Regions from separate parts of the Mus musculus genome. Here region 1 is linked to region 2. The links are chromatin contacts, called in public HiChIP or PLAC-seq maps. All regions are on one chromosome and are shown on one strand. Each heading gives the region's core, a stretch centred on a gene start, on an enhancer-like site or on the middle of the called end of the contact. The rest is flanking DNA. Distances are from core to core; before and after follow the strand shown.

The links. HiChIP or PLAC-seq counts read pairs in DNA pulled down with a chosen protein or histone mark.
Region 1: a contact with region 2 is called in an H3K4me3 HiChIP or PLAC-seq map of neural progenitor cells, with 6 times the contacts expected there. The contact joins the promoter of Ecrg4 here to the enhancer-like site in region 2. A contact is called at or near these places in 9 of 39 promoter capture datasets (the 3T3-L1 cell line, the C10 cell line, cranial neural crest and 5 more), 1 of 15 datasets of contacts at CTCF or cohesin (large pre-B cells), 7 of 484 Hi-C or Micro-C datasets (cerebellum, cerebral cortex, embryonic stem cells and 1 more), 3 of 115 datasets of contacts at active chromatin or transcription factors (embryonic stem cells, neural progenitor cells and stem cell-derived neural progenitor cells) and 2 of 9 other capture datasets (adipose tissue and pancreatic islet).

What each region holds. Positions count from the first base shown.
Region 1 is chr1:43,729,208-43,734,593 of GRCm38.p6, reverse strand. Ecrg4 (ECRG4 augurin precursor) reads right to left here and starts at 3,992. Exons shown (of 4, transcript NM_024283.3): 1 at 3,631-3,992. The coding sequence starts at 3,709.
Region 2 is chr1:43,580,704-43,585,365 of GRCm38.p6, reverse strand. No RefSeq gene overlaps it. Among named protein-coding and RNA genes, the nearest start is that of Gm38628, 97 kb to the left of the region's middle. Within about 2 kb of position 1,510, at least 22 of the 459 cell types and tissues checked have an H3K27ac peak or open chromatin away from gene starts, as enhancers often do. A contact at or near this core is called in neural progenitor cells and neural stem cells, where this site is marked.

The DNA of each region.
Region 1 (5,386 bases), core at 2,743-5,242, 150 kb before region 2:
AGACGTATTACTCCGTATAATAATTTTAAAATTAAAAAAGAAAATGAAGAATATCCATTTGGGGTTCTGGGTTTAGTTCAGTGAACACCCACTTAGCATGATGAGCCGTGGGATTAATCCTCAGCACTTCAAATCAACTAAAAAACCTGTACTCTGGTTGTCAACAATACATAAGGCTGAAAAAACATCTTTTTAGTAAGAACTCTTGCATAAATGATTTGCCATGTTGTTGAGGAGAAAAAATAGCCAATATTCAAAGCCAAGAGTCAGCACCTGGTTGTTTTACTGTGTGTGTGTGCCCGTGTATATTTGTGTGTGTGTGTTAGTGCACTTAATGCTCACCATGTTTCTAGATCCACATCACTCTTATTATGTCAATCCATACAGAGCCTCATCACTCAGCCTCATCACTGCAGCATGCCAGCATGCCAGTATAGCAGTACCATCTAGAGAGCCTGGCCTATGCTCTTGGATAGAGTAGGGAAATCCTAGAGCTTGTCCAAGTGCCTCCCTGGTGATCTTATGGGTGTGGTGGCAACACTTTCTGGGCTTTCCTAGGAGAGTCTTGATTTACAGCACCTCCTCTCATTCTCAGAAGTGTTCTAGCCTGAACGATAATATCTGGGCATCCTAATGTTAGAGAATGGATAGCATAGAAATATCCTGAGAAGAGTCTGTAAGAGCCATGCTAAGGAATGAGTGATAGCAGTTATTGTCCTGACATCTTGCTCAGAGGAACCGGCATGAGCTAGGCAGGGAGCTAAGGAGTTAGTGTAGCAGGCATCAGAGTATGGAGGTTTCTGTAGTCTGTATGCAGGCTACCTATGGTGATGTGGCTGTTTTAAAATAACATCAGAGTTCAGTGTAGTCAGCTATCAAGAATTGACTGTCCCGAGAGGCCCATTGGACTTGCAAACTTTATATGCCCCCAGTACAGGGGAACACCAGGGCCAAAAAGGGGAAGTGGGTGGGCAGGGGAGTGGGGGTGGGTGGATATGGGGGACTTTTGGTATAGCATTGGAAATGTAAATGAGCTAAATACCTAATAAAAAATGGAAAAAAAAAGAATTGACTGTCTCTTCTCTGCTTTGTCATCATCCTGATCAGGCCACATCTCTGCAGTTCAAGGTAACAGGAAACCTGGAGAAAGGAAACGCCCTACCTCCCACTATGGTTTTAGATGATCTCAGCTGCTCCTGCAGCCATACCTTCAATCCATCACCGTGGGCTCTAACTCTCTGGAACTGTAAACTCTAAATGTCTTATTTTATAAGTTGTCTTGGCCATAGTATTTTATCTCAGCAATAGAAAAGTAACTAGTAAGTTAGTAATATTTCCAGTTCCTGGGCCACCACATAAAGATGGAGCAAGTGCCTCTAGGAGATTCCTGATTAAGAATTAATGCATGTGAGCATAAATCAACACAGTTGAGAACTGGCCAAGCTACTGGAAAATGATTATCTAGCCAGTAAAGTGGGGCTGCTGTTGAGTGCCATACTTCCCTCCAAATCTTAAAACTCAATGAAGAAATCTATGAAAATATTTGCCAAAGCTGACAGATACATTCTCAGCTCTAATATTAACATGCATGAATATCTTAACATTTGTCAGTCTTTAACAAGCCATGGGACAGCACACACAGAATTAAGCACTGCCCTCCATCTGTTTGCCTTCTGTAGATGTGCTTAACGGTTAATGAATGAAATGTGGTCTGATGCTGAAAGAGACATGAGATTCAGGCTATTCCTGCAAGCCTGAAATTTCTTGCAAATGTGAGTCATGAGTACTTCAGGAATGAAAGCTCCACCACAGCAAATCTTAGCTGTGCAACTGAAAGGCTTGCAGAGGCTCCAAGCCATGAATTATGAATGCTGCTGCTATGCCAACCCTGTACATTCAGCTGTATATTAGTACATACAATTGGACATCACACTAAATCTGCTTGGGGAAAGGAGGAAAGAACAAAAGAAGAACTGTAGCCCCCTTACTCCAACATCCCCAGCTGTCCTGTCCAGGCTGTGATGAAAAGCAGTCACATATGTAGCAAATCTGGTTACCTGGAATTAGAATACACAGGGGACTGGACACATTCAGAGTCTCAAGATGTCTCACTCTGAAGATGAAAACCCACAACAGGCAAATCAAGAGGGAGCTGTGATCCTTCTCTTCATGAAATGTGCTTGGATGCCATGAAGAGTCATGTTTGGGGCATGGAGACCACGGTGGCTCTTCTGCTAAGAGCATTGGGTGCTCCTCCAGGGGACCCTGGTTTGATTTCCACATCTACCTTCTGTCACTTCAGTACCGGAGTGACAGCACCTTCTTCTGGCCTCTGCAGGTACTACATGCATGAAGTACACAGACACACGTGTAGGCCAAACACCAATACACATAAAATAAAAGGGGGCGAGGAAAAGGTCATCTTTGAGACTCAATGCATTTTTATCTTTCATGATAAAGTTCACATTTCAGTTCAGTGATGCTGATACTGTGACGGATTCCACTCCCTCACTTCTTGGCATTAACTCGTAAAATATGAGTGTTGAAAATGAATGGCCTAACGCCATGTTCACGAAGCTAGCTCACAAGAGGGTACTGATGTCATTTGCACCAGTCACCCTTCCAATAAGAACAACCTCCCCTTTATTTTCATGGTCTCTCATGCTGTGACCCTGCCTCCCCTCATTCTGGAGTTAGGTTTACCATGCCTGCTCTGAGAAAGCAAAAATGAAACACAGAGAAACTGAGTGCGTCTTCTATTTACATCTGGCAATGGCCACCCCTTCGCACTGGGACAAACACCAGTCTCAGGTGATAGGTAAATAGTTTGGTGTCTTCCAGCTACTGTTCTCTTGGCAGTAAACCTAGGGTCACCCTACTGCCTCCCAGAGTTATAAACCTCAAAGGCGTTCCTATGCACAGGAACTCACTTGTGACCTCTAAAGGGTCACACAAAAGAAGAACTTTCCAGGTTCAGAAGGTAGAGTCTGTGGAGCTCTGGGTATAGTATTTACGGTGTACTGCTTAAGTGCTTTTAATGTAGAGAGACCTGGGGATTTTCAGTTAATTCAGCTAAATATAGTAGATATATATTTGCTAATATGTAGATATATTTAATGTTTAAATATAATAGCTAGTAGAAATACAATAGCTAATAATTCCGCTGAATATAATAGAAAAAGTTAAACATTGCTCAGCTTTGCAGCCTGAACGCTCTTAGTCAGCTCTGTTGCCCCAAACTGCCTGGAAGAAATTGGAAGAATTTGGAAGAAATTTGGAAGAAATTGGAAGAATTGGAGAAAGACAGCAGTGTGTCCTGCCTCAGAATGATACTCCCTTCAAGCCTCCACCATCCCTGATTTAGCACTTCTTGTGGTTCTTTCAGATCCTTACTTCATTTGCCCAAGGTTGCCCCTCAGTCTACTATGCTCTCTTTGAATCTGAGTCCCTCACTGCCTGCCCAAGTGCACTCATTGGGACTTACATGAGTGTAAAATACTAGACCCGGTTCCATTGTCTTCTTGGTTTAGTACAGGTTAAGAGCAGGATCATATTCAGGCATGAAGCACCCCATTTCCAATCTCCTTCCCCAGCACCCTCAGCACTCTCCGCCAGGTATCCTCCACTTACCTGGACCCAGGCACAGCAGAAGGAGCAGAGCCAGCCCGGCAAGGGCCAGGACTGCAGGCCGCGCAGACGAGGTGCTCATGGCGACAGAGTGCTGCAAAGTAGCTGGAGGGATGACTGGAGTGGAGACCCAGGCTCAGTGAGGCAGGCGAAAGCTCCAGTATCCTTGCTCTGGGCGGGACCCACAGGGTGGGCAACTAGCCAGCAGGCCAGGCCGAGAGCCAAGCTTCAGTTCAATGCCACCGAGGCACACTGCCCTGCGGGTCTGCTGCAAATCGCTGAGAAGGGCCGCGTGGCCAAAGGGGAGAGGGCAAGACTGATGCCAGGCACAGCCCAACCAGCCTGGACAGAGAATGTTGGCTCACTCCTCTTTTCCGCACGCCCCCCTGAGCCGTTCCTCTGCAGCACAACCCTCCCCTAGCAACCCAGGCCCTTGGCGTCAGGCTCAGGCCTTGCCTTTTAAAGTAGCCTTTGGAATGTTCTTAATTCCTGAACTGTAGTTAAGGTTGGCTCCTGCAGGGTCTCTTTTTATGATATTTTGAAAGATTCTGGGTTCAGAACTGCAATCCAGGAAAAACATGTCAACTCAAACCGCTGCAGTGCAAAAGTGTTTTTGCAAAGTTTTTAGTGAACATGCTGTGTCCACTGTGCACACTCTCATTCTGGGACAGTTGAGCAATTGGAAAGAAGGCAGAAGACACTCATTTTCTCAGTAGCACACTTGACCACTAAGAGAGGTCATAAAACAGTGTGCTCAACAAAAGAGAAGACCAACCGGGGGTTTTCCTGACCACTATGCTGGACTCTGGGTTCCATTCCCAGCGGCAGGTTTGGTAGAGAAAGACAAAAACTGTTTTCAATTGATGAATGGAAACTTGGCTTTGGAGCCTTTTTCCCAGTCTGAGCTGAGCTCAGTTCCTTCACAAAGATTCTCAGTTTTAAATCAAGGAGAGCTGCTTAGTGTCTGGCCACTCAGGGAGAGGCCTTCTCATGTAGAAGGGTTTCTCCAGCAGGCAGGAGAAAATCAGAGTTTAGCCATCAAAGGAAAAGAAGGGAAAGGTGAACCTGGGAGGGATGTAAATACTGATTTGGGAGTCACAGGTATATGAGAGTTCGGAGCTTGCTAGTGCATACTGCTGGTCACCTGTGATCCATCGGGTGTTGGGTAAGACATAGCAATCTGAACTTTATTTAACGACTCTCGGGGATGCTGAAGCGTGTCTCAGACGGCACAGGGAGCAACTCCACTACAGAAGCTTTCCTGTCCTCTTGCCCTTCCCTTGGCCTTGGTGGTGAGAACCTTTTCTCCCTTGAAGACTGAGCACAGTGGAAAGGAACAGGGTTTAGTATTTCTCTGCATTCTGCACAAATATTTAGAGAACTCACTTGTCTGTCTATGTGTGGGTCTCTAAAGTGGAGGCTGCAGCATCTGCTGAGCTGAGGTAAGAAGTCAATGTGGAGAGCCTCCTATGCTGTGAGCACACAAAAATGTTGGTAGTGTTACCACCTAGACTCTGGCCTCCGTGTCCTGTGCTCAGCACCTTGCCACCTGTGGTCTTTATCTCCTTCGTGCCCAGGCTAGACTCTCAGGAGCTATCATTCCGGAACGATGCCAATTCAACCCTAGTGTCATTGTCATCAGGGCTTTTCAAATGCTGCCCAATGAGTTGTCTTTTAGAATGCTGCAGTGACATCTGCCTTAACTACTGGTTCACAGATAATTTGGTGACAGAGGAGCAGGGGAAGTGACCTTACCCTC
Region 2 (4,662 bases), core at 261-2,760:
CTTCCTTCCCTTCTTTTATCCCCATTTCTTGACGGTAAGCATCCTTGGTAACTTGACTTTTAGTTCCTGCACACCCAATCATGTAGTTACTCTTCTTTCCATTTTGGAAGATTTCTCAACATTATTGTCCAATCTAAGTTTATGAGTAAGATCATCTTGTTCTTTGTTTTCTCACTTTTCCAGTCTGATAACATTTGATTGTTTGAGTTCACTGTATTCTAAGTACAGTATTGTGCAGAACTAGGGGACCAAGATGGGAGGAAGTGGGGTATTCAGGCAAACAAATGGCCCAGAGCAACACTGTCACACCGAATTACAATGTGATTAAATTATGCCATTTGAAAGTATCTAGTAGACACATTTGAAAGTGAAATGGAAAATAGTAAAATGAATTTACTAATATTTTACTAAGCCCAATGTATTTAACTTATTATGCTTTCAACATGTAATCAGCATAAAATCTTATGAGATATTTTTTGTTCTTTCTATATTTGGTATGACGCCCTCACAAATTGGTATGTATTTACATTTAAGCATGTCTTCATTCAGATGTGCCCAGTGTCTACAAGTGACCTGTGATGACAGTGCAGGTCAGTTCAGGTCTCAGGAAACACTAGCCTGTGGCTCACTCCTAATCTTGCCAGGCTCAAAAATATCCCCAGCCTGCCTTATTTTTCTGCATGATAATCCCTGGGCAGGTGATCCTCACTTGTATAAGAATGCAAGTTGGGTAAGCCATGGAGAACAAGCCAGTAAGCAGCATTCCTCCATGGTCTTGGCTTCAGTTCCTGCCTCCAAGTTATTGCTTTCTGCCCTTCCCTAACTTTTCTAGACAACTGATTGTAACATCAATGCTGAAGTAAAGCCTTTCCTCCCCAAATTGTTTTTGCTTAGTGTTTTATCACAGCAATATTGAAGATATTAGAGGCATTGGTTACTGGCTATAACCTAGGTCAGATTCTGTGACCCTCACTCATTCTTGAGTTTTACTTAGACCTTAGACTTGCTCCATTGGCCTTGCCCCCTAACTTCTGCCCAGCCAATGGACCTTAATCTGGCTTAAACTATGCCTTATGAAATGTTGTACAGGACAGAAAGGAGCTTGTCCAATACACTAATTATTGGAAATGGCCAGTAACCAATACCTCTAATATCTTCAATCTCAAGGTAAGCTATGGACCAATCCTGCTCTGATCACACTGACTCAAGAACTGTTGTGGATTAGGCTACAGTGTCTAGTGCATGGCCTTGCAGCCTTTACATTGGTAGGAAGAAGGCAAGGCAAATAGAAATACAAGCTGAGGCAGTAGGCAGACTTTGAAGCCATGCCTCAATGTTAGGACACAGGTCAGTGGAATGAGGCCCATGGCACCCAGGGAGCTCCACCCATGGCAACCCAGGAAGCTCTGCCCACTCAGGCCCAAGAAAACCAGGCAGATAGATGCACTTTGTGAGTCAGCCTTAGGCCTCACTGCCTCCTACTGACTTACAGCTAACACAGTAGCTCTTTTGTGTCACTATTCTTTGCCGTAGCTCAGGTTCCAGCCAAGAGACTCAACCAGGGGACTTCTAGGGACAGAGAGAAACAGCTATGAGAGCAGTCTTTGTGAAAGTCTGTTCACAGGAAGGAATCCCTAGGGCTGTAGCCTGTGTGCCTGTGACTGAGGAGGGACAATGCTGAGTAAGGGGAAATGGATCCTGCCTTTTGCCTAATGCTCAGTGGGTGTTGGAACCTGAAAAGAAAATGTTTTAAATAGGTAGGAAGTTGTTGTAAAATTTCAGTGGGTGTTCAGGCAAAACTCCCAGAGTCTGAAATCTAAGAGTGATTTGAAAAGTCTTCTCACAGTGTAATGGTTTAACCCAATGTAACACTTATCATACATTGACTTTTCTGTCTATTGGTGCCACATGTAGAGACCTACCTGATATTAAAATAAAAAACTAGGAGGGGATGAGGATAGCCAAGGGTCTTTTAGGGTCAGAGCTCAGACTGCCAGGGGAATGTTTAAGGGCATTTTCCCAGTTTCGGTGTTTCTGACCAGTTATTATTACTTGCAGGCACTACAGGTACACTGCCCTGTAGCATGTTTTGACCCTGAGCTTGAAGTGGCACCAGCTTCTAAGAAACAAAAACTTTAAAACAATGCTCAGATAAAGAATGGAGTGTTAAGAGGAGAAGAGCCAAGGTTTCTGTCTGAGCTACTAAAGCAATGTCTCTTCAAGAATACGATCTTGCAAGATGTGACCTCAGGTTTTCATATACTTTGATTGAAAGTGGAAGGTTTTGAATCACTACAGTGTTTTTGTTTTTGTTTTTTAATTTTAACTTTTTACTTATTCACTTTACATCCTGCTCACTGCATCCTTCCTAGTTACCCCCTCCCACAATCCTTCCCCCCTCCCCTTCTCCTCTGAATGGGTAGGACTCCCCTTGGTATCCCTCCACTCTGGCACTTCAACTCTGTAAGACTAGGTGCTTCCTCTCCCATTGAGGCCAGACAAGTCAGCCCAGCTAGAACAACATATCCCATATACAGGCAACAGCTTTAGAGATAGCCCCCAGTGTAGTTGTTTGGGACCCACATGAAGACCAAGCTGACATCTGCTAAATATGTGCAAGGAGGCCTAGGTCCAGCCCATGTATGTTCTTTGGTTGGTGGTTCAGACTCTGAGAGTCCCAAGGGTCCAAGTTATTTGCTCCATTGATCTTGCTGTGGAGTTCCTATCCCCTTCGGAACCCCACAATCCTTTCTCCTATTCTACCCTAAGAGTCCCCAAGCTCCATCCACTGTTTGGCTGTGGGTATCTATGTCTATCTGAGTCAGCTGCTGGGTAAGTCAGCCTCTCAGAGGACAACATGCTCGTCTGCAAGCATAATAGAGTATCATTAATAGTGTTAGGGATTGGTGCTTGTCCATGGTATGGGTCTCAAGTTGGGCCAGTTATTGATTGGCCATTCCCTCAGCCTCTATTCTATCTCCAATCTCTATATTTCTTGTAGACAATATAGATTTTGGGTTGAAAGTTTTGTGGGGCTGATGTCTCTATTTTTCCTTTGGAGTTCCTACATGGCTATAGGAGGTGGCCTCTTCAGGTTTCATATCCCCAATGTAGTGAATCACAGTTATGATTCTTCAGCGTCTCCCTTATCCCAGGTCTCTGTCTCATCCTGGAGATGGCCCTGACCTCCTCACCCCCATCAGTTGCAGATTTCCATTCATTTTTCTAGCCATCTAGCCATCTCTTCTGTGCTTCCCCACACCTGATCCTGAGCCCCTCCACCATCCCCTTTTCCTACCAGTTCCTTCCCCCCATCTGCCTCTTATGACTATTTTATTCCCCCTTATAAGTGAGGTTCAAGCTTCCTTGCTTGGGCTTTCCTTCTTGTTTAGTTTCTTTGGATCTGTGGAGTATAACTAGGTACCTGCATTTTATGGCTAATATCCACTTATAATGAGTACATACCATGCATCTCCTGGGATGGAACTGGACTACCTCACTCAGGATGATATTCTCAAGTTCCATCCATTTGCCTGCAAAATTTATGATGTCTTTGTTTTTAATAGCTGAATAGTATTCTATTGTGTAGATGTACCACATTTTCTTGATCGATTCTTCAGTTGAGGGACATCTAGGTTGTTTCCAGTTTCTGGCTATTATGAATAAAGCTGCTTTGAACATAGTTGAATAAGTGTCTTTGTGGGATGTTGGAGTATCTTTTGGGTAAATTCCAATGAGTGGTATAGCTAGGTCTTGAGGTAGAACTATTCCCAGTTTTCTGAGAAACTGCCAAATTGATTTTTAAGTGGTTGTACAAGTTTGCAGTCCTACCAGCAATGAAGAAAACATGTTCCCCTTGCTCCACATCCTCGACAGCATCTGCTATCTCTTGTGTTTTTAATCTTAGCCATGTTGATGTGTGTAAGATGGGACCTCGAGAGATGTTTTGATTTGCATTTCCCTGATGACTGAGGACACTGAGCATTTCTTTAAGCCCTTCTTGGCTATTTGAGATTCCTCTGTTGAGAATTCTTTTTGCTTTGTACCCCATATTTTAATTGGGCTGTTTGGGTGTTAGTGTCTAACTTCTTGAGTTCTTTGTAAAGTTTGGATATTAGCCCTCTATCAGATAAAGGGTTGGTGATGATCCTTTCCCAAACTGTAGGCTGCTGATTTGGCCTATTGCCAGTGTCCTTTGCCTTACAGAAGCTTTGAGGTTTCATAAGGTCCCATTTATCAATTGTTGGTTTTAGAGCTTGAGCCAACAACGGTTGTTCTGTTCGGGAAATTGTCTCCTGTACCAAAGCATTTGAGAGTGTTTCCCACTGTCTCTTCTATGAGACTTACTGTATTTGATTTTATGTTGCAGTACTTGATCCACTTGGACTTGAGTTTTGTGCAGGGTGATAAGTATGGGTCGTTTTTATTCTTCTCCATGTAGATATACAGTTAGTCTAGAACCATTTGTTGAAGATGCTTTCAGTTGTCTATTGTTTGGTTTTGGCTTCTTTATCAAAAATTAAATGTCCATAGGTGTCTGGGCTCATTTCTGGATCTTCAGTTCGATTCCATTGATCAACATGTTTGTTTCTGTACCAATACCATGTAGTTTTTATCCCTATTGCTCTGTAGTACAGCTTGAGGTCAGGGATGGTGATGCCT